Regions from separate parts of the Mus musculus genome. Here all the other regions are linked to region 5. Evidence: chromatin contacts called from public Hi-C, HiChIP or PLAC-seq, Micro-C and promoter capture Hi-C data. All regions are on one chromosome and are shown on one strand. The core of a region is the stretch at or near the end of the contact, and the rest is flanking DNA. Distances in the headings are between cores, read along the strand shown. Region 1 holds the start of Ecsit (ECSIT signalling integrator). Region 2 holds the start of Kank2 (KN motif and ankyrin repeat domains 2). Region 3 holds the start of Prkcsh (protein kinase C substrate 80K-H). Region 4 holds the start of Ccdc159 (coiled-coil domain containing 159). Region 5 holds the start of Keap1 (kelch-like ECH-associated protein 1). Region 6 holds the start of Dock6 (dedicator of cytokinesis 6). Region 7 holds the start of Angptl8 (angiopoietin-like 8).

Region 1 (4,195 bases), core at 1,178-3,677, 850 kb after region 5:
AGCTGCTGGTCTGAGGATATGCAATTGGACCGGACTCAGGCTGTGACTCGGTAATACAGACCTGGCCTAGACTCCTCCAGTGAGCTGCTGGCCCCCGTGAGCCTCTGCTAGGGGGCTAGGAGTGTGGCTCAGTAGTAGAGCCCCTGCCTAGAATGCCCCAGTTAGAGGCTGAGGGTGTGGCTCATGGTATGTACTTGCTTGGTATAGTTAGATGAAAAGAATCTAAAACCTTGCTTTGCAAATTGTGTTCCAGGACCTGTAAAATATTGGCTCTAACTGCATGAGAATCTGCATTGTAATGCCCATAGGTGGCTCCAACTTGTATCAGTGTCGTGAGTATTCATGCTCATGGTTCCCTGATGCGTTTGCCTCCTACAGAAGCACAACTCTGGTACAAAGCAGCCACCCCAAACTCCATTCAGGGAACACCAACTGACAGCACTTTTGTTTACAGTGCTTCTCTGGAGGTAGCCAGTAGCACCAGTGCTTACTCCAGCCACAACGTAGGAACCATCCAGCATTCACTGTGTCCCTATTCAATCCATCCGAGTTCTGAAGATGGCTTCCAAATCTATCCCTCTTGCAGGTCACCACAGCAGTCCGTGGTCTACTCTCCTGCATACGTTTTTGCCCTCTCTCTTCTGCCCTCCCAGTTACTTCCTTCCATTGCAAAGGAAAGCTTTTAACAACAGGAGCTAGGTGAGCTTGAAATGTGGCTCCATTGGTAAAAATGCTTGCCCTGAAAGTATGAGGACCAGGGCTTGAGCCCTACATACAAAGCGGCTTGCAATCTGAGCAGTCGGAGGAAGCAAAAAAGGGCAGGTCCCCGAGCTCGCTGCTAGCCAGCCTAGTCAGTGAGCTACATGTCCCACTGAAAGATCTGTCTCAGAGCACACGGTGGACAGCTCCTGAGGGACAACATCCAAGGTTGACATTTGTCCTTTGTACACGTGAACACATACTAACATACATCCCTGTACCCACATATGAACACATAAGATTGCTGGGTGGGATAGCACATACCTGTAATCTCAGCACTTGGGAGACCCCGGCTGGCAGACCTCTGAGTTTGAGGTGAGACGATCTATATAGGCATAGCAAGTTCCAGACCAGCCAGGACTACATAGGCAGGAAGATGGCCTCCAGAATCAAACCAGCTGGTGATAATTAGTAAGTCCCATGTCAGTCTGAGCTACAGTAAGGTCCTGTCTAAAATTTAAATAAATAAGAGTGGGGAGAGGAAATTTAGCTGAGAAAGGAACTTGCTGTTGGAACAAACAAAGCAAACCTAATGACCTGAGTTTAAACCCTGGAACCAACATAAGGTGTATGGATAAAACTCCAGAGCTGTCCTCTGACCTCCACCATGCACCAGTGCACATGTGCCCCACCTCCATACCATGGCTAAAATAAAAACTTCAAAGTAAATACACATCGGATGGAGTCCACCTGCTGTACCTCCCCTCTCTCTCATAACTCCAGCCACACTGTTTTGGTCTGATGCACCTCAGGCACGGGCTTTGAACTTTTTTTTTTTTTTTTTTTTTTTTGGTTTTTGAGACAGGGTTTCTCTGGCTGTCCTGGAACTCACTCTGTAGACCAGGCTGGCCTCGAACTCAGAAATCCGCCTGCCTCTGCCTCCCGAGTGCTGGGATTAAAGGCGTGTACCACCACGATTCTTTTACCCTCTGCCTACTACTTACTGTCTTGGTATATGCCTGTAATCCAGCACTCAGAAGGCTGGAGCAGGAGGATGTTCATGATGAATTCAAGGCCAACTTGGGGTACATAAAGAATCTTGTCGCAGGGAAAAACACATTGCTTGCAACAATCACTGTTTTGAATTATCTGTTATGTTTGTGGTTTGCTCAATTAGGAAATACTTTTTAAAATCTGTTTTTCTCATCTGATTTCTGTTTAAAATCTGGTTGTGTCTCCACTAGCTGGGCCAGTGCATGGTACATGGTAACTGCCCAACACCGACCAACGGAGTGGAACTAAGCAAGTTTCTACAAAACAGAGAGAAATCTGAACAGCCAGGTCGCGTGTGTGTATGCGTGTGGGCTGGCACGATTCCGGGTCTCTAAGAGGTCTCATTGGAAGGTTCCAATGCCTGCGTCACAGACAAGATGTGTGGCCCAAGTCCGCGGTCCCATCTGTGAAACGGACCGCCTGCAGCAAGAGGTGCCCAGCAACCTTTCCAGGCACGTTCCCAAGCCTGCACCCCAAAAGGTCACAGTGTCCCGACTCTGAGGCCGAGTTGAAGGTCATCCTCCCCGGCTCTACCAGGCCTGGAAGTGGACGCCCCGAATCCCAGACAGTCCCATAAACCTCCCACGCGCGACCCACCTACTCACGTGGCCAGCCGCAGACCCGAGCCGGCTCTGTGGGACCGCTGGACGCTGTCATGTTGAGCCACGGAGCTTCCGGTTACGAGTCGAAGGTGACAGCAAATCAGAAGAGCCTGTGACGATAGGTCCCGCCCTCAGGAAGAGATCCACCAATAGGAAGGGGGGAGACGCTGGTTTCTCCTCAGGAGCAGGCCCTGCCCCTCACTGAGCTCCAGAAGCCTGGAGACTTTGGATACCAGTACGGAGGCGCTGGAGCGGGTTCCCCGGCGTCCGTCCGGTCCAACTTTCTCCGCGGTGTGGTAAATTATTATTATTGTTACGGACTGGAAGCACCACATCCGGTTCGGAGCCCAGGGCGGCTTGCGTGCTAAGCAAGCACTCTACTGCTGTCAACTAAGCCGCAGCCCCAGTCCCGGAATGCATTTTTTTACTAAAGAGGTTTTTTCAGTTTGGTTGGTTGAGTTGTTTGAGTCAGGGTCTTGCAGTGGTGCTCAGCCTGTTCTCAAAACCCTGGATTCAAGAGATCCTCGGGGTTCAGCCTCCCGAATAGCTGGAACCTCAGCTGGGCAACACTGCCAACAGCTTTAACAGAATGTCAAGCTGTGTTTATTTTTACTGTGTGTTATGTGTGTAAGTCTATGTGAGCATGTTCGTGTGGGAGTCAGAGGGCAGCTTGGGGGATGTTCTTTCCATGTGGGTACTGGGGATGAAACCTGGGTCATCAGGCTTGGCTGCGAGCACTTTTAACGCCCTTTAATAAAAATGTTTGAAGTTTGAATTCATCTATGTGAAATGGCCATATAAGTACAACAAGGGCTACTGTGAAAAAGGACATGCATTCCTGACCCCCCTCTCTCCCTCCCCAACAGGGAGTCTAGATTGACTCTTTAGCCCACCCACACTGAGGGCTGCGAGGCCTATGGAGTGCATGTCTAGATGACTGGATCGCCGGGGAATTGTACGCATGTATAGAGGAGAGGGATTTTATACATGTATAAAATGATTGAATATAGGCTTTTATTGTTTTAAGTGCATTTTTAAACATTGTTGTATTTTGGGTGGCACATGTGGTGATAATTTACTAGAATCTATCCTTTGAGTCCCAGGGATTGAACTTGGGCCATCAGACTTGGCAGCACTTTACCCACAGAGCTGACCTGTCAACCCCATAAGTAATTATTTTTATTTATTTATTTATTTATTTATTTATTTTGTTTGTTTGTTTTTTCGAGACAGGGTTTCTCTGTATAGCCCTGCTGGCTGTCCTGGAACTCACTTTGTAGACCAGGGTGGCCTCGAACTCAGAAATCCGCCTGCCTCTGCCTCCCAAGTACTGGGATTAAAGGCGTGTGCCATCACCGCCCGGCAGTAATTATTTTTAAAACAAGGTCTTGTGTAGCCCAGACTAGCTTTGAGCTTGTGTGTAGCTGAATTTGATTTTGATCTGATCTTCCTGCCTCTCTTGTCCTGGGATTACGAGCCTGTACCACCATGCATTGTCTCTGTAGTGCCAGGGATACAGTCCAGAGCCTCTTACATTGTAGGCAGGTTCTCTACCAACTGAGGTGTAGCCCCAGTCCTTTTCTTTCGTCTAGACAGGGTCTTACTGTGCTGCTTGGCCTGGCTGACCTGGACCTCTTTATATAGACCTAGCTAGCCTTTGTTTATGGCTCTAGTTGGCAGTGTAAACCTGGGAGAGTGGAGCCTCAAAATGAGGCTGACTAAAGTCTCATGCTACAGCACATCAGGCAAGTTATACTCTGGGCATTAAGAAGCATCGCATGGGTAAGGTGTTCAATTGTAAGGGCACACGTGGCAAAAACATGTTTTCCCATAGAGGTAAC
Region 2 (3,794 bases), core at 1-2,500, 560 kb after region 5:
AGCAGAATTGGGGTAGCCTGGGCTAGGGGCACTGAGGTGGAATGAATAATGAATAATTACCACACCGTTTTGTTTGGTTATTTAAGGCAGTTTCCTGTAGCCCAGGCTGGCCTCAAACTCACTATGTGGCTGGGGATGACCCTGAAATCCTGATCCTCCAGCCTGCACCTCATAAGTGCTGGCGTGGCTGGCTACACCACACCACACCATACATTCTGGGGTGGAACCCCCGGTTTCATACATGCTAGGCCCACGTTCTCCATCCCCAGCCATGCTTATGTTTTTGGAAAAAGATCTTGCAAGCTGAGTGTAGCCTCACATGCCTTTAATCCCAGCACTTGGGAGGCGGAGGCAGGCAGATCTCTGACTTGAACCTAAAACGGGGCAGATTCGCCCAAAGCACCCCTAGACCCTATACATCTTACTCTCCAGATGGAGCGATGGAGGTCTACGGGTCTCGTTATCTAACCTCAGGCTGGTAACTCCGTGGCGGGAGTCGGAGGAGGCCCCTCTCTCCACAAGATCCCGGGATGAGAGAGGCGGAAGGAGGCTGGAAGAATCAACAGGTGGGAGTTTCCAGGAAAGGGCCACAGGGTCTCCCCAGAGTGCACCCCCCCCCACCACCAGCCTGGGTGAATCTGGGATCTGGGGGTTTTCCTGCCGCGCTCCCTCCGCCCCTAAAGTTGGGGGTGAGGAGGACCCCGCCCCGGGCGGGGAGGGGGCGGGGCCTGCGGGGTCCCAGTCTAATGGCAAACATCTGCTGATCCCCACACCCGCCCAGCAGCCAGGCCCAGCCCGGCCGGACGCCCGGATGCCTTCCCGCCGCTGAGGGGCCTGGTCCGGCCACCCGGAGCTGCGAGAGCGGGGACCTGGGAAGGTTAGGGGACAGAGCTAGACGAGAGTGGCGGAGCAGAGGAAGAGAGGCAGGGAATGATAAAGGCATAGAGGTGGGCTAGGGGCAAGGGAAGCAGGGCCCAGGTCAGGGCTGGGGAGGGGAGAGGAGCGCGGGGACCCAGACGCTCCGGTTTGCAAAGTTTGGGCGCAGATGTTAAGACTTGAGAGGGACCAGCTAAGAGAGAGTGTGCGAGCTTGTAGCCTCGGGTTGGAGGTGGGTTAGAAATCCTGATAGTGCCCCTAGAGTAGCCCGGACCCCACGCCACCCCGATCAGCCCTCCGTCCCACTCGCCTGGCACGCTCGAGCCTCCGCCGTCCCAGGCGTCCTGCCCGCTCCGCCTCAGTCGCCGCAAGCTTGCGGAGCCAGCGCGGTAGCCACGCCCCCACCAGAAAGCCACGCCCCTCCAGTCTCCCGGGCGCCTCGGCCGCGGGGCCTGGGGGCGAAGTTGAAGGGTGGTCGTGGGGGTGCACGCGCTCTCGCTGCGGCCTGAGCACGTCCTAGGGTCTCAGTCGGCTCCTGGCCACCAGCCCTCCGGACAGGGTCCCCGCTTCTCCAAGCCTGGTGCCCGCCCTTCGCAGCTGGACGCTGCAGGGGGCGGAGCTGGCCGCAGCCCAGCTCGAGGGCGGGTGCGGTAGCGGCGACTGGAGGTCACCCCTCCCCCGTTGGCCGCCAGCAGCTGGAAGTCTTCCAGCTGCAGGCCGGGTGCACCATGGCGTGACCGCCGACCCAAACTCTAAGATTGCAGCACCCACACCCCAATCTCCTGAAATTGAAGTTGTGCCTCAGTTTCCCCATCAGCAAAATGGGGTCAATCACATGACCCATCTGTTAAGTGTGTTCAGAAAATTCCCTTCATACTACTCTTGGGCTGACACAAATCACAGGGCGTGGTTTATTGATTTTGTGAGGTTGGGGATGGACCCCAGGACTCTGAATGCTAATCACTCTGCCTCTAAACTACACCCTAGTCCAGAGATGAACTTCTGTTTGCACTGGACTTTCTGAAGCCACTCTCACAGCGGGACTGCACACCTGTAGTCCCAGCACATGAAAGATGTGGAGCCAGGGCGATCAAGTACTAGAGAGGTCACCTTCTACTCCAGTAATTCTGAGCCAGGAGAGACTGTCTCAAAATAAACAAACTAAAGACAAAACAACAGGAAAGAAAGAAAGGAAGAAAGAAAGAAAGAGAGAGGAAGGGAAGGGGAGGAAAGAGGAAAAATATAGCTTCCTGGAAGCCTCTGCTTAGCACACGTGACAGGTGGATGTCTCAGTGGGTAAACTGCCTGCCGGTGTGAACTAGGATCTGAGTTCGAACTCCAGCATCTACATAAGAGTTGGGCCCACAAGTTTACCTGTAAGCCGAATTCTGGGGGCTGGGCAGATCTCTATGGCTGGGGCTTACCAGCCAGTGAACCTAGCTGCATCTATGAACTCCAGGTTCAATGAGACCTGTCTCAAAAAATAAGTGGATGACCAAGGGGAGGCTCGTCAGATGTCAAGACGAAGGTGCCTGCTGCAAGCCTGAAAGCTCAATGCCTGCGATCTATACAGTGGAAGGGGAGAACTGAGTTCTGCAAACTGTCCTCTGACTCCACATGTGTGTCATGGCACCCATGCACCCACAAACATACAGACAGACAGAAAGAGAGAAAGAGGAGAAAAAAATACAATTAAAAATGATAAACCATTTAATCCCAGCACTTAGTAGAAAAGGCTGAGGCTGAGGTGGATGGGTCTTTGTGAGTTCAAGGCCAGGCTGGGAAGCAAAGTAAACACAAAACAAAAAGTGGAGAGACTGAGGAATACTCGTACATCACACGCTTGCACACGCAAACCCTCACCACAGGTGGACACACGTGACCTCGCACACAGGAAACACTCTTTCCCATGGCCATGTTACAATGTGAGTGTGTTCTCTTCTCCCACTGAATGAACGTCACTGCCCCCAGGGCAGGGGCCATGTCAACTGTCAGCACACCACACAGGTTGTATATAAAACTCACTTTAAATTAAAAACAAACAAAAACAAAATTTAGAATCCATCAGTGCAGACAGACAGGGGGCTCATCTCCTAGGACTTCGACTCGGGGCAGCTATAACTCCAGAAAGGCACAGGCAGCTGAGGTGTGGGTGCTGGTCTTCTGGGTGTGGCTCTTAGCCTTGTCAGAGGTCAGCCTTCCTGAAACTTGATCTGTTCATGGAGCTCCTGGGGGCAGAAGGCAGGTTAGCAGGCCCCAGGACCCCAGCTCCACAGTCCACCCCAACAGCTTCATCCAGCATCAGAAAACCCTTCCAAGAATCTGTGTGGCCTTTCTTCTGTCCAGCCCGATTTGATCTTTTTCTTTTAAAGAAATCACATTTATTTTTGCTCTCTCTCTCTCTCTCTCTCTCTCTCTCTCTGTGTGTGTGTGTGTGTGTAGACATCAGAAGATAACTTACTAGAACCGAATCTTCCCTTCTACCATGTGGTTGTGGTTTCTGGGGACTCAAACCCAGGTATTCAAGCTTGGCTGCAAGCACCTTTAATCACTTAGCCATTTTGCTTTCCCTGACCAGAAGATTCACAGCATGTTAGAATCATGTCTATTTCACAGGTGTGGAAACTGAGGCTCAGATGGCTGGCTGAAAGCTGGGGACATGGCTCAGTGGTGGGACACTAACCTAGTGTAAACCCTAGGGATCAATTTCCATCATTGGAGTGGGGGGGAGAGTAAGCAAGATGGTTCAGTGGGTCAAGGTACTTGCTACCAAGCCTGCTGACCTGAGTTCAAAGCCTGGGACCCACTTAGTGGAAGGAAGGGAACTGATGGCTGCAATCTGTCCTGTGATTTCCCACACATGCATTGACACAGACATGCCCCACTCCACTAAGTCAAATGCAATAGAAAACCAGGAT
Region 3 (3,807 bases), core at 900-3,399, 760 kb after region 5:
TCCTCTCTTTCTTTTTTTTCAGACAGAGTCTTACTCTGTAGCCCAGGTTAGCTTTTAACTCACTAGATACTCAATACTGTCCTCAAACGAATGCCAATCATCCAACCGTAGCCTCCCAAGTGTTCAATACAGACATGGGCCACCATGTCTAATTTACAGTATTTTTATTTTTTATGTATTTATTTATTTTCATTTTTTTTTTGAGACAGGGTTTCTCTTTGTAGCCCTAGCTGTCCTGGAACTCACTCTATAGACAAGGTTGGCCTTGAACTCAGAGATCTGCCTGCCTCTGCCTCCTGCATGCTGAGTACTGAGAAAAAAGACGTATGTCACCACTATCAGGTTTAAGATTTCTTCTTAATAATATGAGCAAAATCACAGTAGGCTTTTCCAAACTGTGGCATAAGCAATATTTGGTCTTGATAATTCTTTGCTGTGGGGGCTGTATTAGGCCTAATAACATGTAAAGCCTTCTCCTCGCCTATGCCTAATAAACTGGAGTAGTACCCTCCTGCATTCAGCAAAATGATAAAAAAGTCTGCAGACATTGCTAAATAGTCTCTGGGAAGGGCAGCATTATCTCCTCCCCCTCCAGGGAAGCCACTAGTTTTTACTTTCTACTACTTAACAATGCACTATATGAGCATTTTATGAATGTCAAGTACTACCTGTGCAGTTACTATGCCCATTTTACAGGTGGAAAAACTGAGTACAATTAGATGACTCTAAGTTCCCCAAGATCAAACAACTTTTATGCAGAGCAAGGATTCAGACCCCAGAGAAACAAACTCTCTTTGGGCTGAAGATATAACTCAGCAAAGTGCTTGAGTAGCATGAATAGAGCCCTGGGTTCCAGCCTCAGCACCGCATGATGCCCGCATGGTGGCACATGCCAATCACCCAAAAAGGTGGAGCTAGGTCTCCTTTGAGTTCAAGCTAGCCTGGGCCACATGAGGCTAACTCTCAAAAATAATTTAATAAATAAATAAAATTTGGGTGGGAGGGATAATGGCTCAGTGGTTAAGGACATTTGCTGCTCCTGCAGAGCGAGGAAGGTTGTTAGTCTCAAGCACCCACATTGGTCAGCTCATAAACACCTGTAACTCTAGCTCCAAGGGATCCAATGCCTTCTCCTGGCATCTGAGAGTACTGCACTCTGCCCACAGAAACGCAAAACAGAACAATAAATAAAGAAAAACAAACTCTAGAATCTGTGCTTTTCACTCACCCATATGCACATTAGAAGAGGTAATAGTACAAAGAAATGGGAAAGAAAGATAAGATTTGAGTGTTTGTTTCAAGTTGGTCACATAGACTCGTGCTGGAGAAACACATAGCGCCTACTCAGAAGACCTGGTGGGCACGGTTGATCCCGGATCCTTCGGTGCAGTCTGCAGCCATACTTACCTAACAGTTGGATTTTTCTTTGTAACTCAAGCACCTGTGCGTGCACAGAAGACTTCATTGCATGGAAGGAGGTTGCTGACTTGGGATGATGTGCAGGCCAGGCCTGTGCCCGGCCCATAGACTTGCTTCGGTGAACCTTACTGCCTTTGGCTTTGGAAGAGGGCGCTGGAGCTTGCTCCGGGCTAGTCACCGTGGTGGTCGCGGCTGCCCAGCACAGGGGGGACGTCATGGTGATCGGGTTAAGGTCGGGAAGCCTCTAAGGGGTAGGAGAATAACTACAAGTTGGCCTCTATAATCCAGGATCCTAAACGCTGGTTCCCTAGGCTCTGGGAATGCACTTCTGCTAACTGCCTGGCTGCGGGCCTCTTAGCATCTCCCGGTTGCTAAGTAACTTCCTCCCCCCGCCCACGTTCCCAAGGAAACCGCCCGCGTTACACTCCACTGCTCTTATTGGCTGACTCGGTTCGGAGGGGCGGTCCCACAAAGAGGCCCAGCGAAAGAGAGGCGCGAGCGTAGCGGTCACGTGACGCCTGCGTGTTCGCTGGCAGTGGCCAGTAACCCGCCACTCCCAAGATGGAGGCACGTTACGCCGCCATTAAGCGCTACACTTCCGATCTGTTCTAAGGTTAGGTCTTCATGTTCCTACTCAAGATGGCCGCCTCAGCGCCCGCACACGCACTCTTGCCACTCCTAACATGGCGTCCCGGAGTTGCCGTTCGCCAAGAGGGATGAGCAAAACGGAAGTGACGTATCCGGAGCGTTCCGTTCTCTTATTCTACTGCAGGAACCGTGGCTGCTGAGCTAACCTGGTGTGGTGGCTATTGACCTTTGCCTCTACCTCGCGTAGGTGATGAAGTAGCGATGGGAGGAAGGCACCCTAGTTTCTTATAGGTTGCAGCAGGGTGGGTGGTGTGGAGGGATCGTAAATCCTTTGAACCTTTGGCGGGAGTTGCCCATTTCACCTCTTTACCGAGAGACCTATGGTTTTGAGTTCACTTTGAGACTCTTCCACTGGCTCGGGGCGGAGAGACGCCCCTTGCCCTTGCACTTCCAACTCCGATTGTGCCCTCCTTTTCCGGAAGCAGTGGTGAGGCCGGTCTTGGGTAAGCTGCCTTCTCCCAATGATTAGATGCTTCTTCATTCTTTCCTACAGTGAGAGGCCATCGCGTATCTTCCTGCCGCATAACACACTTCCGGTCTCGGCCCGGACGGGATGCTGCTGCTGCTGCTACTACTACTACCCCTCTGTTGGGCTGTAGAAGTTAAGAGACCCCGGGGCGTTTCCCTCAGCAGTGAGTCTCTTCTTTGTGCATCGGGAGGGGCGTTTCAGCCTTTTTCCTCCGTTTCCCGTAGCATTTCAGCTGGTGAGTGAGTGGGACAGAGGTAATATTTATTTAAGATCTGAGCAGAGCTTCTTGTTTCCCTCACCAGACCATCACTTCTATGAAGAATCTAAACCTTTCACCTGTTTGGACGGCACAGCCACCATCCCATTCGATCAGGTGAACGACGACTACTGCGACTGTAAGGACGGTTCAGATGAGCCTGGTGAGCGTTTGCATTTGCCCATCGCCCATTAAATGAGCCTGCTAAGCGCAGATGCCCCAAAGAACTTGGATCTCACTCTCCTGTTGCTTCCTGCTCAGTGAGCAGAAGCAGGCACAGAAACAAGATCCCTGTTGGCTTGGATTAGCTGAGGGGCAGTGTTTGTAGGTGCCAGTCCTGGTTTCCATTCCCTATCAAAGGAACAAATGTCCAGGTGTATGACCAAGTCAGCAAATGTCATTGCAGGAACCATGAATGGCATTCAGGAGGAGGTGAGGTTTCGAGTCAGGAAGAGCCAACAGAAGACCCTCTCAGAAGTGGGAGGAGGAGGGAAACTGAATGGCCTTCTAGGGATTGATGAAGGCAAAGAGGAGTGGAGGGGAGTTGCCTGGCCTTTTTGAAGGGCCTCCGGAGAAGCTGGGGAATACTGGAGGATTGTGTTGCTGGCCCCTGAAGATACAGTTTCTTCTTGGTTGTGCTTTAGTTTATTTTTGTTCTGGAGACACAGTCTCTGGTGGCCCAGCCTGGCCTTGAGCACACAGTGTAGCTGAGAATGACCTGGACCACGGGTTATCCTGTGATCACCACCAGAGTGCTGGGATTACAGACGTGCACCACCACACCCGAGTTACACTTACTTTGCTGGAGCCCCCCACAAACAAATGTGGCGTGGGGAACACGCATCAAACTTTTTTTTTTTCCTGTAGGCACAGCTGCTTGTCCCAATGGCAGCTTTCACTGCACCAACACTGGGTACAAGCCCTTGTACATCCTCTCCAGCCGGGTCAATGATGGGGTATGTGGTAAGTGCAGTGCGGGTCCTCCCAGGATCTGGGGAAGGTCGGGCCAGCCAGG
Region 4 (4,226 bases), core at 843-3,342, 690 kb after region 5:
AGGTGGGGTGGCACAGGCCTTTAATCCCAGCATTTGGAACACAGAAGCAGATGGATCTCTGTGAGATTGAGGCCAGCCTGGGCTACAGAGTGAGTTCCAGGACAGCCAGGGCTCTGTAGAAAGACCCTGTCTCAGAAGAACAAAAATAAATAAATAAATAAATAAATAAGCCAGATGGTGGCAGCACATACATTTACTCCCAGCACTCAGGAGGCAGAGGCAGGCTGATCTCTGAGTTCATGGCCATTCTGGTCTACAGAATGCAAACCTAGCATGTGCAAGGCTCTAGGTATCCCAGCACTGTGAAAACTGCATCAGATAAAGGGCTGGGGAGTAAATTCTAGGATAGCCAAGGTAACACGGAGAAAGCCTGTCTTAAAAGTGTGTGTGTGTATATCTATATCTATATATGAGAATGTTAGAGGGAGACACCTATCATCAATCCCTGGTCTTTCTTTCTTTTTTTTTTTTAATCTCCCACCCCAACCCCTGGTCTTTCTATATAAGATTGTACACATGTGCACATGAATGTACACACACACACACACACTGAAATAACACAAATCTCCTTAAGTGTTCACTGGAGTCTTGAGGACTCTCAAATCCTCATACCTGACTGACTTCCCACAGTGTGAGGTGAATCCAGGCTCGCTGTGGTGCCAAGATGCAGAGGTTGATGAAGGCACAGCCCAAGGAGACGTGAAAATAGACTGGGAAGACCTTGCTCTGCACCAGTCCAAATGTGTGCCGCGGGAGGCTCCGAAAAAGCAGGAAGCCTGGGAGGTGGAGGGCCACAAACACCGTTAGGTTGCTTCCGGGTCCCCCTCCTACTCAGTCCTCACTCTAAATAACAGGTTGGAGGGTCCCTACCTGAGATAAAGGTCACCCACACCTGCATGCCCCAGGCACCAGACAAGACCAGCAAGTGGATGACTTTAATCAGACTTCCCGGGTCCTCTCCTTTTTCCATTCTGCAGCCCTGGGAAGGAAACAGTGGTGACTCAGCTTAACCTTCGACCCCCGAGCTTTGAGGCCTTGGCAGAGAGTGCATAGGGCCAGCCTCACACTGGTGCAAAGATGAGAGAAAACAGCCTGGAAATGGCAGTTGGAAGACCCAAAGTAGACCCTAGACAATCTCAAGCCCAACCAGTCGATCTGGGCTCAGGCTTGGGGCTGGAATCGTGGCTTTGCGGTCAGGGACTTTGTTGGTGCTGGCCTTACATGCTATCCTCCATACTTGCAAAATAATAGTAATAATAATAAGTAAATAATATCACCCAACATGAAGGCTTGTACCTGTAAATCCCCAACACTTGGAAGACGGAGACAGGGGAGTTGCCACTTTTCTAGCTCAAAGTTAGAAAAAGATTCCTCAATTCCAAAAAGCCTTTAAAGACGTAGAAACTGGCCTGGTGATTCACAGTTGTAACCCCAACATATCAGAGGGTGATGCAGGAAAATCACTGAGTTTGAGGACTGCCTGACATACTGTGAGACTCTCTCAAAATAAGGAAGCAAGCAAACATCTCAGGTCCAGCTGAGCAAATGGCTCAGCGGGCAGAGCGTTTGCCTCACGTGCAGGAAGCCTCGCGTTCCGTCTCCAGTTCTGCATAAAACAGGTTCTGGTTCTAGTCTGTCATTCCAGCACAAAAGTAGAAACAGGAGGGGCAGGAGTTGGAAGCCAACCAGAGATACATGAGACCTTGTCTCAAAACCAAAATTCTAGAACAAAAGACTCTCTCTAAACCACAATGTCCACTGCACCCCAAAAGCTTGAATCCCAGCAGCTCAAGTTCACATACTTAGGTTTTCAGGGATTACCCTAGCTCTGCAGACATCTAAGAGCCCTCATCCGGAACCCGAGATATTCTAAGAACATCCCAAAACACCCCCGGAGCCCCATCTGACCCCACCGTTGGAGCACACGAGCTCAGGCGTAGGGACCAAGAACCGTGGCAGCTCCAGTGCAGCTCCGGCTTGCCTGAGATTTCCCAGGTTTTCTTCCGCCCCGCAGGCCTCGCCCCACCTCCCAGCCAGAGCCAATGAGATCACAGCTCTCACTCCTCTGGACTCTCCCACTTAGGGATTGCCCAGTTGGCTTGCGGGAATCAACTGGCCATCTCGCCTCTCCGGACTTCATCCAGTCTCACCGAAGATGCGCAGGCGCCAATGAGCTCCGCGCCTGAGCGGAGTGAACGGGCGTGGCTTATGGGAGGACCACGCCCTTCTCTGTGACTCCACCTTTGGCCTCCCCTCGTTTTCCAACGATGGTGTCCTCAGGGGATCAAAACTTCAGCGTCACAGCTGGGGACTGGCTTCGTGGTCCCTGATGGGAGAGCATGAACGGGTGGTATGCTGTAGTAGGTGGGAATGGAAGAGAATGGGGAGACTGGAAGGGTGTTAGATTGACAGAACAAGGGGTTAGGACTAATAGCAATGGTTAAGCTTCCAAGCTCGAAAATTTTTCTGGAGAAGGGGACAGCTGAAGATTCAATTGGGGTTGTGGGGAGGGCAGGCAAGGTTGGGGACCTTCTGGTGGTGACGCTCAGAAATGTGTCTTTCCTTTCCCGCTCTAATCTTCGAGGGTATCTGTGGTCCTCAGGTGACATTCTAGAACAAATTTCATTTACAAGCATTGGACTAAATCTGTGTAATCAGGGCAGCCCAATATAGTATATATAATTTTTTCCCCTCCCAGATAGATTCTCACTGTGTAGCCATGGCTGGCCTGGAACTAGCTTTGTAGACTAGGCTGGCTTGGAACTCAGGGACCCCCTGAGTTCTGGGATTAAAAGGGCTGAACTACCACATCCTGTCCTTTATGTGTTTTGTTTGTTTCAGATTTAAAAAAATTTTTATGTGTATTAACGATTTGCTTGTATATATGTCTGGGCACTGCTTTCGAATCTAGTGCCTGTAGAGGTCAGAAGAGGGCATCAAATCCTCTGGGACTGGAGACACAGACGGTTGTGAGTCACCCTATGGGTGCTGGGAATTGAACCTGGGTACTCAGGAAAAGCAGCTAAACCAACTCTCAAGCCATTTTTTTTTTTAAGGTTTTTGTGACAGGGTCTCTTGCCCTGACTTGACTGAGACTCACTAAGTGGACCAGGCTGGCCTCGAACTCAGAGAGATTTGCCTGCCTTTGCCTCCTGAGTGCTGGGATTAAAGGCATGTGACTACTTTCTGTCCCCTTTTTAAATATAAAGCCTTGTTATCCTTGTTGTGCATGAGACATGTCTTACGAGTGCGTGTGTCATGGCACGCACGGCAGAGGACAACTTTACGCAGTTGGTTTTCTCTTCCCACCTTTAAGCTGGTCACTGGGCATCCGTTTGGGTTTACCTCTCCTCTGACTTTCACTTCTGCCAATACTGAGGAGATTCTGGCTGGAACATCTCTGAGGAGTCTCTTTGGGGAAACACTAAAGAGATCAGGTGTCTGGGGCTGGTTCTTAGTTGGCAAAGCACCTGCCTAGCGTGCAGCTGGGTTCCACCCCAGCACTGTGTAAACGGGATGCAGTGACACACGCCTGTCGTCCTAGCCACCGGGGAGGTAGAAGATGGAGAATCAGCTGTTCAAGATCATTCTTGGTTACATAATGAGTTGGAGGCTAGCCTGGGCTACATGAGACTGTTTCAAAACAATACATAGCTAAAACCAAAAGGATGGGGAGTTAGTGGGCTCAGAGCTCCTCCCATGCCCCCTTTGCAGTGACTCTCTTTTGGCTGGCCTATCCCGGGACTCTGACGACTGTGTTTCTCATCTCTGCACACCTCCGTTACTCGCCATCACATCTTGGGCTGCTAAGGAGAGGAGCCAGTACTCACCACCTCCTGGAGAGCCTGGTAGACATTTGGAGGCCTGGGAGGGGCTGACAATTACAAGTGGCTTTCACTTGTCCCTGAAGGAAACCTTTGTCCCCCTAGGGCCCTCCTCAGACAAGGCTTTGGACTGTATGACCCACTGGTCCAGGGTTTTGGAGCCTGAGATCGTGAACACTGCTTCTGAACAAGCAGGGAAGTCTGGGGCCTGGGAGAAGGAGTGGGACTCAGAACCACAGCCTCATGAGGGTACACCCTGTTCCAGCTCAGACGTGAACAAGGACCATTATCATGACCAGGACCTTGTGAAGAGGAACCACTGTGTAGCCAAGGTTAGCCAAGGTTATCCCCACTTAGGGTATCCCCATTAACCTAAGAGTGAACTTGCTGTGCACTACTATG
Region 5 (4,244 bases), core at 31-2,530:
CAGGGCATATCATGTTCCTTTTCCTGCTCAGAATCACCCAACACCTTTCACCGAGCCCAAGAATGGAAACCCCAAATCGTCAATGGCCTGTAAAACTCCACACCCGCTTTCCAACCTCTTCACTGTTCCAGCCATCCTTCCCTCCCCTTGCCTTCGTCCAACATGTCAGATTCCTTTCAACACCACACCAACATTTACAGAGCCTGCCATTTATGTATTTGGGACTGCTCTGAGCTCCAGAGACACAGCGAGAAGACAGAAAAGGCCTAAAAATAAAGCAAGGTCTGTATAGGAAACACTAAGCGAACACCAAGCTCCTGGGGCAAGAGAGTGTGCAGCATCTGGAACACCCACGGGGAGGGATTCAGGAGACCCTTGGAGACCTGGGGCCAGGGGAGGAATTATGCTTTCAAAGAAGATGTGGGGAGACAAGAGAGGGTCTGCGTCTGGCTCCCCAGGTTCTGGGCTCAGCCTGGAGTCGCGACTCCGCGTGTTTTGTCTATTAGATCACCGTGGGGAGGGGGGGGATGAAATGCTCCAGGGGCCCCAGCTAGTGAGCGACTGTCACGCGTGACCACACTGCCGGAGCTCGGGCCTGGCATTGCGCAGGGGGCTGTGCAGCGGCCGCCCGGTACCCGGCGCCTGCTCCAGCGGCCTCCCCACCGCTCGGAGGCGCAGCCCTGACGCCGGGAGAGCCCGCAGGGCCTGGTCCCGGGCCGCGGCCTGGAGCGGCTCACTCACCCCGCCATGGCCGCGCTCTGCCTCCGCCTCCGCCGCGCGGGTCACGGTGACTAAGCACAGCGCGCCACCCTGTCACAATAAGAGTCCCGGGGCGCCGGCCGCGGGCGACCCCTACCTCTACTCGCCGCGGCCACCACCCTACGAGGGCTCACGGGCTCGGCGGCGGGGTGCGCGCTTGGAGAAGGGCACGCGCTTCCCCCCACCGCGTGCACGGCCCCACGCGCGACCGCGGGCAGCTCCCGGAGCTGGCTCCCCACCGCATCCTCCGCGGGCGCTCGCTCACCTCCGTCCCACCCCCCCGGGTGTCTCTGTAGGTGCCACGCGTCCAATCCGCGCCGCCGGGCCGCCACGCGCCGCGCTTCCGGGAAGAGAGGAGGGGGACCGGAGTGGGGGTGGAGGGCTCGGATCGGGGCAGCGGTGCTGCGGGGTCCCGGGCGGCACGCGTGGGAGGAGCGGGAGGGCGGAAACGGGCGGCGGGTACGCAGAGGCAGTTCCAGCCCTTCCTGCAGGTGCCGGGCGGAGGGAGCAGGGCGTGGGTCTGGGCGGCCCTAGGAGGCTGCCTCCGGGTTAGGCTGTCCGGTACGCCTCCAGCTGAACCTGCACCGGCGGACCCTCCCACAGCCTGCACGGTCCAACTAGACCCATCTACCTGGTTGCGATATTTATCTTCTTGTAAAATAACTTTTTAATGTTTTTATTTCAATTTGTATTTTACTTTGTGCGTGTGGGTGTTTTGCCTGTATATGTATGTCTGTGCAACGTGGGCTGTGCAGTGTCCCCTAAAGTTACAGGTGGTTGTTAGCTACCATGCAAATGGGGGAATTGAACCCTGGACCACTGCAGGAGCAGCAAGTACTCTTAACTGCTGAGCCATCACTCCAGCCTTATAACTTCTTTTTGAGACAGGCCTCATTACATAGCCCTGGCTGGCCTTGAACACACAGAAACCTTCCTGCCTCTGCCTCTGCCTCCTTCGTGTGCTGTGGTTAAAGGCTGGGATATCACTCTGGGCTTTGTGTACATTAATTTGTGTGTGTGCTTGTGTTGAGGTCGGGGACGGCTGGCAGAAACTGATTCTCTTCCCCTATGTGGAGCCTGCAAAGTGCAGCTCGAGTGCTCCAGAGACACACTCTCCTCTCTGTGTGTTCATGTTTTCATGAGGAGAGGTATGGCATTCATCTGAGGGTGTTGGAGTGTTGGAATGCCCAGAGCTGCCTCTTTGTATTTCTCGTAACATCTTTATATATTTTTAATGGTAAGAGATACTTATTTGCTGCATATGGCATTTATGAGAGAAAGTTATTTTCTTGAACTATCAAGATGGCTCAGTGGGTAAAGGAGCGTCTGGCCAATTCTGGCCACCTAAGTTCCACCTCTGGTACTCACATAGTAGTAGAAAGCTTCCTCCTTCAGGTTGTTGTCCGATAACCTCCACATACACACATAAATTAACTTTGAAACATAAAGTTAAGCCAGGCGTGGTGGCGCACGCCTTTAATCCCAGCACTTGGGAGGCAGAGGCCAGCCTGGTCTACCCAGTGAGTTCCAGGACAGCCAGGCTACACAGAGAAACCCTGTCTCGGAAAACCAGGAAAGGTGGTTTAGAACACGTGTTGCTTTTGCAGAGGACCTGGAGTCCACTGCCACGATGCCTCACAGCCATCCATAGCTCCAGTTCAAGGGGACCCCATGCTGTCTTCTGACCTCTGTGGGCACCATGCAGGTAGGTGGTGCGCAGACATACAGGCAAGCAAAGTACTCGTGTACATAAAAGGAAATAAATCTAAAAATAAGAATATTGAGGGGACACATCTGTAATCCCAGCCACCAGGGCACTGAAGCAGGAGGATTACCTCCAGTTCACAGTAAGCCTGCTCGACCTAGCAAGACCTTATATCAGAAAACAAATGAATAAATATCAAAGAAAAGGATAGTTTCAAAAGAAATTTACCACGGGAGTCTGAAGCAGAGGGTTGAATGTTTGAGAACAGCCCAGACTACACAGTGAGACTCTGTCTGGGGTCAGGGAGGCAAGGAAAGCCAGGCATGGTGTCGTATACCCTTAATTTTAGAAGAAGCAGAGACAGGTGGATCTCTGTGAATTTGAGACAAGCCAGGGCTCATAGCAAGTTCCAGGCCAGCCTGGACTGCATGGTAAAACCTTACTTTGTTCTATTAACTTAATAATTTAAACAAAACAACAACAAAAATGCAGGACAGCTGAAATTGGGACACACTTGTAATGCCAGCACCCAGGAAGCTGGAGGAGAAGGATCAGAAAAGTGAAGGACGTCCTTGGCTACAAAGTGGTACAGCCTGCCTTACATAGTGAGACCCTCTTCCAAAATCAAAATGGCAAAAAACAACAACCAAAAAACCCATCTCAGGTCATTTTCCCACAGAATATGTCTGGAAGGTCTCTACAAATCCCAACAGTGCTTTTTAAATTTGGTATTTAAATAGGGAACTGAGTACTTTTTAAATTTAATATCAGAATCTCTAAGTTCCCTACTGTTAAACCACCAAGCCAACACACCAGGAAAGATATGAGATCTGAGGGAGGGTCTCTGGGAGCCAGCCGGACTGTATCCCCACCCCTCACCCCTGCTAGCTTTTCGCGAACTTCTGGGGAAAAAATTCATTTTATGCAAGTTGGCCCGCAATCCCAACCTGAGCGCATCCCCTTCACCACCTGCTTTCACTCTGCTTGCAGTTCCCAGAATTACCTCAAGGGACGCGCTGTTCCTTAACCAGCGGCTAAAAGCAGAACCCAGGCAATTCTCAGAGCTACTGCAAGGTGGCGCCCACACCCAGAGACTTCAAGGGAATCTTAGACTAAGAGCAGCGAATACCAGGCAAGCCCCTCCTGCATGGGGGTCCCAAGGGTAAAGCCGTACTAAGACCCTGGGGCAAGGGAAATCTGTTAGTTTCTTCATCTACCAAATGGAGGTTGAGGGCTGGGACTGGGTTTTGTCGCCACACAGCATAAGCCACGTGTGGCAGAGCACACCTTTGCTCACAGGAAACAAAATTCACAAGTATAAAGTCGTTTTTTTGGCTTCGTAGTATATTTAAAGTCAGTCTGGGTACAAGAAGCGTTGTCTCAGTGTGGGGGCTGCGGGGTGTGTGCTCATGCTGAACCTGGAGTGCACAGGAGCAGCCTCGACGTGCAGAACCATCTGAGTCCAGGAACCTGTCCACGGCACAGAGCAACCTTGTCATTGGTGTCAAGGACCTCGCATGAATATGAACCAGATGAACATGGCCGAAGTTGACATACAAGTTTAATGAACAGTTTAAACCTATGCTGTCTGTGGGGGGTATGGGGGGAAGCGGGTAGGAGCAGGGAGCAGGCATGAGGGGGCACTATTTGCAGGATGGGCGAGTCAGGTGATGCTGTTCTGAATCTGGTTGGGGAAGGCTGATGAACAGTCTAAAAGAGCTTCTCACCGTAGGGAATCGGTAGATGTTTGTCATAATTAGTGAGAAAGCAAAGCAAAGCA
Region 6 (3,886 bases), core at 1,115-3,614, 610 kb after region 5:
TGTGTAGCCCTGGCCATCCTGGAATGTGACCTGTAGACCAGGCTGACCTCAAACTCACAGATCCACTTTGCCTGTGCCTCCCAAGTGCTGGGATTAAAGGCATTTGCCACCATTGCTGGCAGAAGACATTGCTAAGAACAGAGATAGTCTGCAAAATGGCTCTGCAGGCAAGGGCATTTGCCACCAAGTGTAATGACCTGAATTTGACCTATGCAAAGGGGGAGGGATCGATCACCACCCTCAAGTTGACCTCCAACCTCTCACCTGTGCTGTGACACGTGTGTACACACACACACACACACACACACACACACACACATCATGCAAGAATAAGTGTCGTTTTTTAAAAGCAGTACCACACTGAATTGAATTGACTGGGTTTTAGAAATCAGGCTGCAAGTGCAACAAGAGACACTGTAGCAACTGTGGTGCTCCTCCCAGGCTGGCAAGGGTTACTGGGCCTATCGTTATAACAGGGAAGATGACAAGCCAGACACAGGGGCTGGAGAGATGGCTCCAGCGGTTTGGTTTAGAGCACTGACTGATCTTCCAGAGGTCCTAGGTTCAATTCCCAGCAACCACATGGTGGCTCACAACCATCTGTAATGGGATCAAATATCCTCTTCTGATGTGTCTGAAGATAGTGTACATACATAAAATAAGCAAAACTTTAAAAAGAAAAAAAAGCCAGACTCAGAACTCATATAACAGGGAGCAGAGACAAGAGGATCCCCAGGGCCAGTTCCCTGACCAGTTTATCTGGAGCTCCAGATCCCAGTTGAGTGAGCCTGCCTCAAAAATGAAAATAGAGGGAGGCTGGCAAGATGGCTCAGGAGCAACTTGCTGCTGAGCCTCCTGAGTATAATCCCAGGAAACCAAGTGGAAAGAAAAGGCTCCTTCCTACAAGCATCCTGTCACACACACACACACACACACACACACAACGAGAGTGGTATACACATGTACACACAGTAAGTGAATGCTAGGATAGGGTGAGAACCTTTCTCAAAATAAAGCAAACACAAAAGCAAGGTGCTGTAGATGTGGTTACCATGGAAACTGAGTGTGGCAGGGGGGGCCAGGAGTTCATGGCCGGTCTTGGCTACATAGTGCATCTGAGGTCAGCATGGGCTACGTGACCCCATCCCAGACTAACAAAACACAACAAAGTAAAACCAAGACTCCATTCAGTTGCAGGTTCATCTGGGGTTGTGGGAGAACTCAATAGGTAGGTGAATGTGCAGAAGCATCTATTTATCTACCAGGCTGCTTGGGAAATCTTGGGCTCCCTCACTACATCAAGGCCCAGGATCATTCTGCACATCTTTCCCACCTGAGCTAAAGGCATAAGGACTTAGGAGGCAAGACAACAAACAGAAAACTGCCCAACTGCTCTGCCCCAGATCACAACCCTCCTCTATCCAGAACTCTCTGTGGCTCTCACTTCACTTGGGGTCACAGTCAAAGTCCTTCTGGCCTACAAGGCGTAGGCCCTATAAAATCTATTCCTATTGGTCCCTCTGTGGCCCCAGGGCCTTTGCATTTGCTTCTTTCCTGGATGATGGGCAGATCTCTTCCTTCGCTCCTTTAGGTCTGTGCTTAACTCTACCTGGCCTACCATTGAGACCCTATCCTCCCTTTCCTGTCTTATGCATCCACACCATACCACGGACACATCTATGTTTGTCCCACCAGAGCGAAATCCAAGAATGGGGCAACTTTCTTGTGTCTCCATCAGGGTGGGACCCACAGAGTGGCTTCTCTCACCTAAGGTGGTCAGACAGGTCTCCAGAGGATCGGATACCTGGGATGATTTACCTGGGATGATTTCTAACCTACCCCAGATTTGAGCCTCTCTCACAATCCAGTGTCCATGGAAGGGGATCCCCCAGCATCTGTTGCCTGTCCCTCCCCTGTCTGCCCACCAGCTGGTTCAGTCCCCAGCCCCCTCGGCCCCCTCCCACGCCCAGCCGGTGCTGGGAGAGGCTGGGGCAGGAGACTGAGGGGCTATCCCCAGCTGTCCCCAGCTCCAGACAGCTGGGTCCCGGGACCCTGGGCGGGGGAGGGGTGCGAATTTCCCCAGGCTGGTGAAGGGAAGGACGGCAAGAGGGTCCGAATGCAGCCTAGCACTCTCGGAGCCCGGCCCGCACGGACCCGGGATGCGCTTCCTCCTCCGGGAAGTCCTCGGGGAGCCCGGCACGCCCCCGCTGCCCGCCATCTCCAGCACTCGCCCGTCCCGCCCAGAGTGGCCGTGACCGCGGCCGCTCTCACTACCTGTTGATCTTGTGAGCGAAGGCGCGGCGCTCCGAGGCCGCCATGACGCCCCGCGTCCCGCCGCAGCCTCCCGAGTCTGGGCAGCCGGGCTGGGCGGAGCAGGCGCGCGGGAGAGGCGGGGCCTGTGCTGATGGGGCGGGGCCTGCACTTCGACCCGCCCCAGCCGCGGAACCAAGACGGGAATGACGCGGGGTCTTCTCGGGGCGTGGTGGCGAGGCCGGGCCAACTCTAGGATGGGGAGGAGCCTTCTCTGGAGGGGGCGGGGCTTTCCCTAGATAGGGCGGAGCCTTTTCTGGGATGCCGTGGGGCCAGCATTGAGAGTGGGACAGAAATACTGGGGATGGGGAGGAGACAGCGCTGACAGGAGGATGGAGCAGGCTGTGATCTGGGATGTCGCTGCTCTAGGATAGGGACCGGGACAAGGCTGGAGAGATGAGGATCTTTGTGGGCGTGGCTTATGAGGGACGGTCCTTGATGGGCGGGACGTTGTGAGTGGCTCATCTCTGCGATGGGCTAGGGAGCTGGGGACCAGGCAGAGCAGGGCATGGGGTGGGTGTGGAGCAGGGGCAGGGCATGGAAGGGAGTGTTCCCCTCCCACTGGGGTCAAGATGGGGAAACTGAGTCTTCTGTTGGGCTGGGAAGAAAAAATACGGAACATCAAAACCTGTTAGGTCAGCCGGGCAGTGGTGGCTCATGCCTTTAATCCCAGCACTTAGGAGGCAGAGGCAGGCTAATTTCTGAGTTCGAGGCCAGCCTGGTCTACAGAGTGAGTTCCAAGACAGCCAGGGCTACACAGAGAAACCCTGTCTCGAAAAAACAACACAAAACAAAACAAACAAACAAACAAAAAAGTTAGGTCCTCACTAGTCCCGGAGGCACGCTGCCTAAAAAACAACATCAATGTCACACAATAATTACTAAGGTTTTGTTTATAGTCGCTCAATGGACATAGGTGGGAAGAACTGTTGTTTTCCACTACTGACAAGTGGGTTAACTGAAGCCTAGCAGTGTGGAGGCTTTTACATAGTAGGCCTCAAAAGGTGCTCAAGGGACTTCCTGCCAGTCTCTGGGTTGCAGTAGAGAGGTGGATGAGTCCAGCTAAGCTCAGGGGTGTCACTCTAGGAGGTGTGACTCAGAAAGCCAGTATCGATACCTGAGCGAGCCAGTCCGGAAGTTTCTGATTACCTGAAGTTGTAGGATGTCTTCATTAATTTGTGGCCTTAAATATCTTCCCAACAGCTCCTTTCCCAATAACAGTTTCCTAGAATTTTTTCAGTCCTGGCTCATCTTTGGATATGCCAATTGTCTGCTGCCTCCACACCTTCTCCTGAGTAGCTTCAGCCCTCTGAGCAGTCACGGTCAAAACAGTCTTGGTAGGGTAGGCAGCTGTGCAGCACAGGACATGTCTGCCTCAGAGCTTTTTTGAGTGCTGCTCGTTATCCCACCTATGGATGGATGCTAGCAGGAGCCCCATCTACAGAGGATGAAATTGGAGCCAGAGGGCAGGGTGACTTGCCCCAGTTGCCCAGCAAATCTGTATCAGCTTCTGAAGGCACAGGAAGGAGACCTAGATGGTAGGGGAACCCCCTAGGTATCCATCTGCTCTTGATCT
Region 7 (3,841 bases), core at 899-3,398, 600 kb after region 5:
ACTTGTTGTGATAGACCACTGGTGTGAAGGCCTCTCGGGTGAATTCGCTGCAGCTAGATTTCCCAAAGATGACCTGTGGGAGTGGGGACATGAGGGACCCACTGGGGAAAACCTATCCCTGCTCCATCCCCCGTCCCTCCAGGGCAAGGTCACTGCACTGACCGGCAAGGCCTGGCTCTGGTCTTCACCGGCCATGTACTGGATCCGCACAGCCAGGTTGCGCACAGAGCCCTGGCGACTGCTGAAATTGAGGCTGTGTGGGTACACGAAGAGCAGGTTCCTGGAAAAGGAGGGGTGGAGGGACGGAGGACCCTTTAGAGGGCTGGTGACACACAGTCATGGGAGAGATGGACATGAAGCACATGCATGGAAAACAGGGTGGGCTGTGACCCCAGGTGACACAGACAGTGGGTGGAACCTCTGTATGCACACATCTAGCTAGATTCAGGGAGCTACAAGGCCAGGCACAGATGGGTGCTGAGAGTCAGAGGTGTTTTTGTTTTTGTTTTGTTTTTCTAATTCAAGGTCATCCTGGTCTACATAGCAAGTTCTAGGTCAGCCAAAGCTACATAGGGAAATCTTCTCTCAGCAAAACCAAAACAACTAATACCCGAGACAGGGTCTCATCTTGCTCAGGGCAGATCTGAGTTTGCTATTTAGCCTAGAAGGACTTTAAGGTCTTAACTTCCTGTCTCCACCTCCAGAGTGCTGGGGTGACAGGCATATCAGGTACTGGGGGTGGAACCCAGGGCTTTGTGCACACTAGGCAAGTACTCTACCACCTGAGCCCTGGCTCCAGCCCCCGAGGGCCAGAGGTCTGGAGAAGTGGCTCAGCAGTTAAGGGTACGCACTGCTCTTTGAGAGGATCCAAGTTCAGTTCACAGCACCCACTTCAGTCAGCTCCAGGGGGACCTGATGCCTCTGGCCTCTTTGGACATCTCTGTTCAACCCTGCCCCCCAACAATAAATAAATAATTAAAAACATAAGGTGGTCCCACCAGTAGCCAGGTGGCAGACTGGCCTCCCGCAGCCCACACTACCACCTTATTGGCTCCCTGGAGTTATCTATAGGGTCTGTCTTTCAGATACAAAGAGAACCGGAACCTGGTCTTGCCTCTTCTCCCCAGCTGTAAGTGCACAAGCCCCAACCCTGTAGGCCCCCTTAAGCTGTGTGATGGAGGCATCTGGCCTGCTAGCTCAGCCTCTGAAGCTCTGTACCAACAACCAGTAACAGCGAGTCTCCACACAGAACAGTGAGTGGGTCTCTGTGACAGAGTCCTGTGACTCTCGGTGTCAAGCTCATCGCGAATGACTAACTTCACGGCCATTTTCTGTGGTGCTAGCGATGGAATGCTGAGTGCCCCGAAAGCCTTCTACCTCTGAGCATCACCTCAGCTCTTGTTTTCTTGCCATAAGAGAGGATCTAGTTCTGTAGCCCAGGCTGGCCTTGAACTCATGTTCCTCCTACCGCAACCTCAGAGTGTAACGTTCTATTTGCAAGGGAAGCAAGGCTGTTCCTTTGAGTGCGCAAAGTGGATGTTCAACAAATGCTTAGTACTACTTGTGGGACGCCTAGGTAGAGAAAATGGGTTGCAGTACTTGCCCTGTGTGTTCTAGGAAGTTAAATCGAAGTTAGCACAGATCATAAACCATGCGGGGAGTCAGGCTCCATGATCTCAGAAGGAGGATGTCTGTCATGTCACTTTTTCGCCCCTCCTCCACAGCTATTGGCCACACCCAGTGACCCCTGCATTAGCTGTCTGCAGGAAGGAGACAAGGCTGGAGCCCCTGGATGGCCCTTTGGGTGGCCCAGCAATACTGGGCCTGCTGTGTTGGATGTGAAGGGAGCCACGTTCTACACTTAGATGGGAAACTGAGGCTCAAGGCAGTGATATGCTCATACAGACACTGGCGCTGAGAGCTCTGGTCTGAGCTTGCCCACTACCTCCAACCCCCACACACAGCTGGCCCTGAGTTCTAGCAGCGTGATATCAGCATGGCCTGCTTAGCCATCAGTCTGATGCAATGGCTGAGCCTCCGCCAGGCCCTTGTGCAACCATGGCCGGTTAACCATTGACCAGGGGGGTCAATGGCAGCCTATGGAAATAAAAGGCAGCCGCAGCGGCCCGGGAACCACACCCACGAAACTGTCAGCCATGGCTGTGCTTGCTCTCTGCCTCCTGTGGACCTTAGCATCAGCAGTGCGACCCGCTCCAGTGGCCCCTCTGGGTGGTCCAGAGCCAGCTCAATATGAAGAGCTGACCCTGCTCTTTCACGGGGCCCTGCAGCTAGGCCAGGCCCTCAATGGCGTGTACAGAGCCACAGAGGCTCGCCTGACAGAAGCTGGGCACAGCCTGGGCCTCTATGACAGAGCACTGGAATTCCTGGGGACAGAAGTCAGGCAGGGCCAGGATGCCACACAGGAGCTTCGCACCAGCCTGTCGGAGATTCAGGTGAGCACTGGAGCTGGGTGTTGGTGGCAGGTAAGAGTCTGAGGAAATGGTAAACCCAGAACAGAGGAAACATACCCTGATGACACACCATCCTTGAGCAGGTGGAAGAGGACGCTTTACACCTTCGAGCTGAAGCCACAGCCCGATCACTGGGGGAAGTGGCCCGGGCCCAGCAGGCTCTGCGGGACACTGTACGGAGACTACAAGTGCAGCTGAGAGGCGCCTGGCTCGGTCAAGCCCACCAAGAATTTGAGACCTTAAAGGTAAGGGACTCCCAGGTCTGAGAGGGGTATAGCCTGCTTCTCAGAAAGAGGCCACCACTGAATCCTGGGCTAGAGGACCCTCCAGTTGTATATGGGGTTCCAGCCTCAGTGACCTTCTGGAAGTGACCTTTGCAAGTAAGGGCAAGAAGCAGGCACAGCTGTGGTTCTAGAACTCCAGAGGCAGGGGCAGGAGAAATAGAAGGTTAAAGGCAGCCTTGGCTACAAAGTTAGGCCAGCTGACTACATGGTGATACCTTGTCTCAAAGAGAACAAGAGAAAGAACAATCCTAGCACTGGGAATAAAGGCAGGTGTGTGTGTGTGTGTGTGTGTGTGTGTGTGTGGGTGTGTGTGGGTGTGTGTGTGTGTGGAGTCCAAGGTGATTTCTGGCTAGGTAGACATCCGGGTTAAGCTTGGGGTACATGAAGCCCTGTCTCAAAATATGTAAATGAATGAATGAGTAAGGGACCAACAAGGTAGTTAGTTCAGCAGGTAAAGGCTGCCAAGCCCATGACCTGAGATGGATTCCCAGGACCCACGCAGTCCTGGTGCTATGTATCAAGAAACCAATCAATATTGTTTGATGTGCATCTACAAACTATACAGAGCAAGTCCCATTTTAGATATACTTTACAAACAGGGAAACTGAGGCCAGAGGGTCTTGGACATTTGCTGGGCCCCATGGATGGTAACAGAGAAACTTGCAGTGGTCAGGAGATGGGAGGTGACCCAGATCTCCCAGCTAAGGTTTATATACTACCCCACAGGCTCGAGCTGATAAGCAGAGCCACCTCTTATGGGCTCTCACTGGCCACGTGCAGCGACAGCAGCGGGAGATGGCAGAGCAGCAACAGTGGCTGCGACAGATCCAGCAGAGGTGAGCCTGGTGGGATTACTCTGGGGTAGCAGTGGAAGTTGCCTAGGTCCACTGAAGGGCACCTCCCCGAAGCACTGGCCTTGACGGGGCTCTACCTCCCTCCCTAGACTCCACACAGCAGCCCTCCCAGCCTGAGACTACCTGGATGCCACCGAGGACCAGTTGTGCTGCAAGGAACACTGAAGCGCTCCACCAGGCCCATGAACAGGGCTGACAGAGCCGGCTGCCCATCAGCTGGACCTGGCCAGTG

The links. Promoter capture Hi-C pulls out the DNA fragments that hold promoters and counts their contacts. Hi-C and Micro-C count contacts between places; a contact is called where the count stands out from the background. HiChIP or PLAC-seq counts read pairs in DNA pulled down with a chosen protein or histone mark.
Region 1: a Hi-C map of B cells shows a contact between it and region 5, with 6 read pairs. The contact joins the promoter of Ecsit here to the promoter of Keap1 in region 5. A contact is called at or near these places in 1 of 39 promoter capture datasets (liver) and 1 of 484 Hi-C or Micro-C datasets (B cells).
Region 2: an H3K27ac HiChIP or PLAC-seq map of bone marrow-derived dendritic cells shows a contact between it and region 5, with 2.6 times the contacts expected there. The contact joins the promoter of Kank2 here to the promoter of Keap1 in region 5. A contact is called at or near these places in 1 of 39 promoter capture datasets (liver) and 3 of 115 datasets of contacts at active chromatin or transcription factors (bone marrow-derived dendritic cells, bone marrow-derived macrophages and pancreatic cancer cells).
Region 3: an H3K27ac HiChIP or PLAC-seq map of embryonic stem cells shows a contact between it and region 5, with 4 times the contacts expected there. The contact joins the promoter of Prkcsh here to the promoter of Keap1 in region 5. A contact is called at or near these places in 1 of 39 promoter capture datasets (neural stem cells) and 2 of 115 datasets of contacts at active chromatin or transcription factors (bone marrow-derived dendritic cells and embryonic stem cells).
Region 4: a promoter capture Hi-C map of liver shows a contact between it and region 5. The contact joins the promoter of Ccdc159 here to the promoter of Keap1 in region 5. A contact is called at or near these places in 2 of 39 promoter capture datasets (embryonic stem cells and liver) and 3 of 115 datasets of contacts at active chromatin or transcription factors (bone marrow-derived dendritic cells, fetal liver and pancreatic cancer cells).
Region 6: a Micro-C map of embryonic stem cells shows a contact between it and region 5, with 4 times the contacts expected there. The contact joins the promoter of Dock6 here to the promoter of Keap1 in region 5.
Region 7: a contact with region 5 is called in a promoter capture Hi-C map of liver, with 3 times the contacts expected there. The contact joins the promoter of Angptl8 here to the promoter of Keap1 in region 5. A contact is called at or near these places in 1 of 39 promoter capture datasets (liver), 1 of 484 Hi-C or Micro-C datasets (liver) and 1 of 115 datasets of contacts at active chromatin or transcription factors (pancreatic cancer cells).

What each region holds. Positions count from the first base shown.
Region 1 is chr9:22,083,000-22,087,194 of GRCm38.p6, forward strand. It overlaps Ecsit (ECSIT signalling integrator), which reads right to left and starts at 2,428. Exons shown (of 9, transcript NM_001253897.1): 1 at 2,358-2,428; 2 at 1,024-1,209. It overlaps Gm16845 (predicted gene, 16845), which reads left to right. Exons shown (of 3, transcript NR_040407.1): 3 at 1,944-3,132.
Region 2 is chr9:21,797,296-21,801,089 of GRCm38.p6, forward strand. Kank2 (KN motif and ankyrin repeat domains 2) reads right to left here and starts at 1,251. Exons shown (of 12, transcript NM_145611.4): 1 at 1,187-1,251. It overlaps Dock6 (dedicator of cytokinesis 6), which reads right to left. Exons shown (of 50, transcript NM_177030.3): 50 at 2,885-3,104. The coding sequence ends at 3,062.
Region 3 is chr9:22,000,839-22,004,645 of GRCm38.p6, forward strand. It overlaps Prkcsh (protein kinase C substrate 80K-H), which reads left to right and starts at 2,150. Exons shown (of 18, transcript NM_008925.2): 1 at 2,150-2,250; 2 at 2,561-2,699; 3 at 2,839-2,955; 4 at 3,660-3,755. The coding sequence starts at 2,621. Ccdc151 (coiled-coil domain containing 151) reads right to left here and starts at 1,796. Exons shown (of 13, transcript NM_029939.3): 1 at 1,408-1,796. The coding sequence starts at 1,636.
Region 4 is chr9:21,925,379-21,929,604 of GRCm38.p6, forward strand. Ccdc159 (coiled-coil domain containing 159) reads left to right here and starts at 2,093. Exons shown (of 13, transcript NM_025977.3): 1 at 2,093-2,350; 2 at 3,715-3,848; 3 at 3,930-4,156. The coding sequence starts at 2,340. Tmem205 (transmembrane protein 205) reads right to left here and starts at 2,157. Exons shown (of 4, transcript NM_178577.5): 1 at 1,914-2,157; 2 at 871-979; 3 at 613-776. The coding sequence starts at 970.
Region 5 is chr9:21,238,052-21,242,295 of GRCm38.p6, forward strand. Keap1 (kelch-like ECH-associated protein 1) reads right to left here and starts at 1,281. Exons shown (of 5, transcript NM_016679.4): 1 at 1-1,281.
Region 6 is chr9:21,850,271-21,854,156 of GRCm38.p6, forward strand. It overlaps Dock6 (dedicator of cytokinesis 6), which reads right to left and starts at 2,365. Exons shown (of 50, transcript NM_177030.3): 1 at 2,275-2,365. The coding sequence starts at 2,318.
Region 7 is chr9:21,833,362-21,837,202 of GRCm38.p6, forward strand. It overlaps Angptl8 (angiopoietin-like 8), which reads left to right and starts at 2,149. Exons shown (of 4, transcript NM_001080940.1): 1 at 2,149-2,453; 2 at 2,555-2,716; 3 at 3,482-3,591; 4 at 3,699-3,841. The coding sequence starts at 2,157. The coding sequence ends at 3,726. Dock6 (dedicator of cytokinesis 6) reads right to left here. Exons shown (of 50, transcript NM_177030.3): 15 at 163-280; 16 at 3-73.